Linked DNA regions of Gossypium hirsutum: region 2 is linked to region 1. Evidence: chromatin contacts called from public Hi-C data. All regions are on one chromosome and are shown on one strand. The core of a region is the stretch at or near the end of the contact, and the rest is flanking DNA. Distances in the headings are between cores, read along the strand shown.

Region 1 (3,261 bases), core at 381-2,880:
TATAGACTATTGCCCTTAAAGAAAACTGAAAATATTAAAATATAATAATAGCAATAAACCAATAACTCTTGACATTTCATTCTCCTAAAAAAATTTCTAAATTAAACTCATTAAAATCACATTTAACGTTTAATCAACAACTTTATCAAAATCAACTGTGATGCGTCGTTCTTGTCTCACTCTAATTCGGCAGGCCTAGCAATAGTGGCTAGGAATAGCAATGGAGACGTCATTGATGGAATCAACATTCAAACACGTTTGTCAAATGTGTTTGTAACGAAGATTTAACGATAAGGCTTGGTTCCTCTTTGATTAATCATCATGGTTGGGGAAATATCATTGTCGAATCTGACTGCTTTCGAGCTATCCAAATGTTAAAAAGGAAAGGTTCATAAATTTGGGGATATCATCACTCAAACAACAAGCACCAGTAGCATTTGTTTTAATTTTGTTCATAGAAGTGGCAGGAGGCCAAGAAAGAAGTGCAATTGGCACATATTCACCACTTTGGTGTTATTCATTTCGTACTAAACTTGTAATTTTACAATGTTGAATGAATTTATCTTTTGGATAAAAAAGAAAAAGAATATTAAGAAATAAAAGAAAAGGAAGCATGGAGAAAAAAGCCCCAGACAAAAGCTGGTGTATATTCTTTCACTTTTTCTTTTCTTTTTCATTTTGTAAATATTTTCTTTTATCATGAAATGAAAGCAACGTCACATGCAAAGTGAAACCCCCTTACTAACTTACAAAATCTCATGCTCCTCCTCCTTTTCCATTCCTTATTTAGCTACTAACTTTATGCCCTAATCCTATTACCAATTTCAACATCTTACAAATCCCTTTTATCCATCAACTTTTGAATTCCACAACTCCTACCAATTCTCACTCCACATATGATTCAACTTAATTTTCATGTAATTAGTTTTTTTTATAAATTAATTAATCAAAATAAAACTCTAAACCTAAAATTTTAAAAATTTTCAAAACTTATGGGCTCGTTAAAGTCATTGAAATGGAAGTATTTGGTTAGCAGTAGCATTCGGTACGGTTATCACTAACGTTACATTCGCCATTTATTAACATAACTTGGCTAATAAGTATATAACAATGTTGATAGAGAAAACTTTTTTTTTTAATTTATAAAAATTGCCTTTCAATCCGATTTAATGGTATGTAGTCGTGCACGCATACATATATCAATGTGAAAATAAAATAAAAATAATTTATTTTTAAAATATTATTATTATTTAAAAAAATATTACAAAGCTATTAAGTTTTTCCATTAAAAAAAAAGTAACTTGATAATTTTCCCAGAAAGGACAAATAAATTAAACCATTGGGAAAATCCTTCTTTAATTACTTTCATAACACAGCCAACCAAACTTCAAAGATCATAAATGAAAAATAAAAATACAAAATGGAAGCATTTCAATTAAAAGAAAATGTGTTTTTATTTTTTTTCTCTTGTTGTGTGTGTTTTTAAAGGCATGATTACAAGCTTCAACGAACCCTTGAAGAAATCAATGATTCTCAAATCCCAAACTGCCTAACGTTACAGATTTCACAATGGGGATTTGGGCTCTTTTTTTTTTGCAAGCCATACTGGCCTATGTTTTGCCGTATTGGGAGTTAGGCCCAAAGAGGGTGGGACTATTGATTGAGGTTGATTGAGTTGGGCCCATACTGGCCTACTAATGCTCTCCTTTACGTTCATTTTTTTTCTCCATCTGGTCTTTTACTTGAGAGTTATATATGATTTTCTTGGCGGGCTAGGTATCAGTAGGATCTAGTCTTTGACATTTTTTTTTTCGTTTTGTTTTGTATTTATTGACAAGCTGAGCTTCAGAATAGAAGCCTGAATTTGATCTAGAAATTGATGAAAAGAGAAAATCGTCAGATGCAGATGTGAAAAGCAAGGTGATTGAAGTTTAGAAGAAGGAAGCTGAAGTAAAACACATGCAAGAAAATATTTTTAAATGAGAGCAGGCATTAGATAATATATTGGAGAAACTACAAGAGAAAGAAAAGGAACTTGAATTAAAAGTGAAAAACCAAAAGGAAAGGGAGAAGACCATCAAATCTTGCTAACAAGGAACAACTTTTTATTTAAAATATAATAAAAAGAATGAAAATGATAAATACAATAAAAAGAGAGGGTAATTTTGTCCTAAAATTCATATTTCGTTAAACTTAGATTACTTTAAAAAGAGGCCATAATAAAATTACACATTATATTACAAGATGATTGTAATGTGACGTTATGGTGTTAAGGTAAAGCCAAAGTAGCCTATTTAGCTATTGAGTATCGTCTCCACAGAGATTGACTATGTAAATCAAGTATTGCAAAATTAATTATTGGCAAATTGGTTGGTGATGAAAATAAATTTAAGTGATGGGTTCGATTAAATTAAACTAACCTAAATATACTTAAAATTAAATAAATAAATGAAGGAATGAGTATGCAAGCCTTTTAGAGAAATCACAATATCATGCATGTGTAAGAATAATTCTCCTTTCTAACTTAAAAACATTTAAATACTGCTAATGATGTTATAGGAAATTCCATGGCAACTTGGTATTTATTAATCTTATTTAGTTACGAGTACTTTGGCTTCTCTCAAAGTCCAAAGTTTAATCTCTTGTCTGCATATGCCTATGTCTGTTACGACTTTAAGGTTACATTTTCAGGAATCGCTTAAGAATTCAACTTATTAAATTATTAAGTATAACATATGTCTATGTCAACCACTTAGTAAATTTATTAAGCAGAAAAATAGATTAATGTGAGGTAACAGTAATATTTCTACACTGAAACAGTTTAATCACATTAATCCTAGGATTATGCAATGTAATAAGGTTCTCTCGAGTTTGTCTCGAATTATTACAAACTTTAACCTAATTCTCTTAAATATAGATTAAGTAGGCACCATTCAAACAGTGTGTCAATTAATTACAATACGATTAGGCTTTAACAATTAATTTAGTTGCATTCCCCACATTTATAATGCATGAATAACATAATTATAATTTTATCTAAATGCATAAACAGTTAAGGCATATAACATCACTAACAACATAAATAATCTAAGTTATAGAAATTAAATTATTCTAACACTGAAGGAATTAAGCAACCATAATTATATTAAAAATATAAACTTTAGTTGCAAACATTTTTCTTAAATTGAACGATAAGAAATTACAAGAGTAAAGGGAAAGAAATGCAAAGTCATTTCAAGTGGTTCTCCGTGGCATAACTTC
Region 2 (3,204 bases), core at 234-2,733, 180 kb before region 1:
TATGAATCTAATCTATTAGTACAGTTTTCAGTCGTTGACTAGAACCTTATGATCCCCCTTCCAAGTTGAAGCGAAGAACTAGATCCATTATCTTTACGTATCTCTTTTTATTTTCCACCGTCCATTGCCCACTCCTGCATCCTCTATTATTTTCACCAACTCCACCCATTATTCCACCCCTATCATCCCGTAACCATATACTAGTCATAGTTAAAGCTCTTCGAGACTGAGCTTGTAAAGATAAATCCCATCCCATTTCAGCTACTTCTACTCCGAGTGTTATCTTTGCTTCACAAAATGAGTCGCTATGGCCCAATCTACCACAGAAAAAACAAAATAATGATAACCGTTCATATTTAAAATTAACATACGACTATCTCTCATAGAATGAAATTTGTTTCTTTCTTTTTAGAAGGTACCTTACATCAATTTGAACTCTAATTCTCATGAGATTTCTATTTTCCTTACCCATATTTAATCCATCATATTCTAGAAAAGTCCCTAAAAAATTCCCCATTTGCACCGCTAAACTCTCAGAGAATAAACCAATAGGGACATCATGTATCTATACCCAAAACGGAGTCATAACTAAGGGTACTTGTAGTGGATCCTCTCCCCAATTCAATTTATAAAGAAACAGCAAATGATTGTTAAAGGTCTAAGGAGAACCCTTGATGACTCTTTCCAGATCCTTATTATGAAAAAATTGGAACAAATACCTTTTCTCTCCCAAATCTCGAATCTAAACACCCCGAATCGGATACCACAAATTCGCTATAGTAATCTTCATTGCTAGAAAGTGAATAATACTAGCAGTCAAAAAACAGCCGACAAGTTGAAAAATCTCCCCCGTTCTTTCTCTGTTCAGATCTGGTTGTATTTGAATAACTTCTTCTTCTTCTTCATTAATTGAAAGTTGAGCCAGTTCATTTTCCATCATTGTAGGTGTAAATCTCACACTATGGTTTTTTACTTTAGAATGCAGAAGTTCGACACACAAGATGTGCCGACTGTAAAAATCACAAAAAGCCAAGCAAAACAGCAGAAAACCTATAAAACTTTTTGCCAGAGGCGGCAGACAGGAACGTGCTAGGGTAGCAAACACCATTAGGAACAACTTTTTTTTTCTTTTTGCAAGTAAAGGTATTAATGTATTTTAAATTTATGTATTCCATGCATTACATATATCGTAATATTAATTAATAAATTATTTATAATACTTTTATTATAATTTAAGTTTTTATATTCTCTATATTATAATATTAATAAATTTAAATATTATTTAGATATATATATTTTTATGACATTGTATTTAAAATAAATATTTTATCTTTTAAAAATACATAATAAAAATTGTCAAAATATTTTTAAAATATTTTTTTCATGGTGACGAAAATCTTGAAATGGTCCCCTGAGGAAGACAATGGGAGGAATATTTTTGGAAAGGCATTAAAGAACAAACAAATGCAGAGCAAAAAGTAATTTGGTTTTTCGATGAATAAATATATATAAGGAATAAGTTCGAGAGAAGGTGGGGCCGAGTGATGCCCTAGCCTTACCTAGTGGACTGCTTTTATTTTTATTTTCTCCACATTTTCATTTGGATTATGTAAAGCCATTGAGTACATTGATTATAATATATTTAATAATATGAAAAATAATATAATATAATATAAAAGTTAAATATTATCTTAGTTGAAATGGTAAAGTTGTATTGATAAAAATTATGATAATTTGGGTTTAAATATTTTCATTATTATTATGAGTATTAAAATGAATGAGTTTTTTATAATTTTATATCTGAATTAAGATTCGGTTAAAAGAGACACTAACTCAATCAAATGTTTTACATATGGTAAATATAGATGTAAAAAAATATAAATACGCTTAAAATAATATCTATTTCTTTATAAAATAAATAGACTTTTGATAATTTCATAGCTATTTATACTTGAAATGAAGTGAAAAGGGTGAAAGCAGTAGAAGAGATAAAAATGGCACATCAAATGGAAGTCATTGGAGATTGGTCGGAGATAGAGATGAAATTGGTAAAATATCAAATAGTACTCACTATTGTCAACATAAAATAAAACAATAATGTCGGTTTTTAACCACAAATGATAGATATGATGCTTTTGGGCAAATCAAACAGAAAACAAATAAAGAAGAAAGAAAAGAAAAGAATCATTCATGATAAAATTTGGGTGTAATTTTAGTCCATATGGAAACATCAGCATGAGATAAGCCACATGGTTTACGTTCAATAATTTGTTTAATAAACTTGGATTGTTCATTTCGATTGGTTTTGCTTAATTATAAATTGCCTTGAATATTCAGCAACATTTATGGTGTGATATGGCGGATGGATCTCCATTCCAGTGGTCCTTGTCTGCTTTTTATTCTATATGGATACAAAACCATAACTCAACAACATCAATCTACTATCCATTCTATTTCATTTAGTCAAAAACTAGCTGTTCAGCAACCTCTCTTCCAACATGAATACCAAAACTAAAACCCGCCCCTTTTCACATATATATACTCATATTTAATATATAGCAAACTCTAAAGCTAACAGTTGTTAAAGGTAGTTATCCCTTTCTTATGCCTGAACTCTTAAGTTTTTTCCTGCTATTAGGGTTTTGCAAGGATATGTGTGTGAGAGGTTTAATTGGCTACATTTTCTGGTCATTTTGGATGGGGTTTTGAAATAATGAAAGTAAGCTAAAACCTTGTGTTTAAATAATGTTGTAAGGGTAGAGGTAAGGGTAGTGGTAGGGGCCTCTTTTGTTATTTTGTTCTCTTGTGACAACTTATCTCTTCTCTTCCCTTTTTCTTGTTTTTGGGGATGAGAAATAAAAACCCACCCTCAATCTTGATAATAGAAACTAAAAAAATCCTTGGTTTATAGAAAAGGACAATATGATTATTGATCTTAAGAAATTCTAAAGCACACACCTGCTATGTGAAATAGTATCCTATAAATAGACTTTAAATAACTTCATCTTCAAGTGGATAAGTCAATCATCCATAAATTCAATCTAACTTGAAGTTAATTTTGATCAGCTGTTCGTTAAATAAATCTTTATCTATGTTAGTGTTTCAAGGGCTGCAAAGTTTTTTGTTATGACTAAGTCCTAGGGAGATTTGTTAGCTTGTTAGTAGTAGTAGGAAACTAGGTGTTGTTAGCTTGTTAGTAGGGGT

What was found. A called contact is a pair of places that touch in the nucleus more often than the background predicts.
Region 2: a Hi-C map of leaf shows a contact between it and region 1, with 1.9 times the contacts expected there. The contact joins two enhancer-like sites. A contact is called at or near these places in 2 of 34 Hi-C or Micro-C datasets (hypocotyl and leaf).

The regions. Positions count from the first base shown.
Region 1 is chrA02:11,438,835-11,442,095 of Gossypium_hirsutum_v2.1, reverse strand. No RefSeq gene overlaps it. Among protein-coding and RNA genes, the nearest start is that of LOC107910443, 29 kb to the right of the region's middle. Within about 2 kb of position 1,630, at least 2 of the 9 cell types and tissues checked have an H3K27ac peak or open chromatin away from gene starts, as enhancers often do. A contact at or near this core is called in leaf, where this site is marked.
Region 2 is chrA02:11,622,035-11,625,238 of Gossypium_hirsutum_v2.1, reverse strand. LOC121215984 (a long non-coding RNA gene) reads left to right here. Exons shown (of 5, transcript XR_005911957.1): 5 at 979-1,217. Among protein-coding and RNA genes, the nearest start is that of LOC121215984, 6.1 kb to the left of the region's middle. Within about 2 kb of position 1,483, at least 8 of the 9 cell types and tissues checked have an H3K27ac peak or open chromatin away from gene starts, as enhancers often do. A contact at or near this core is called in leaf, where this site is marked.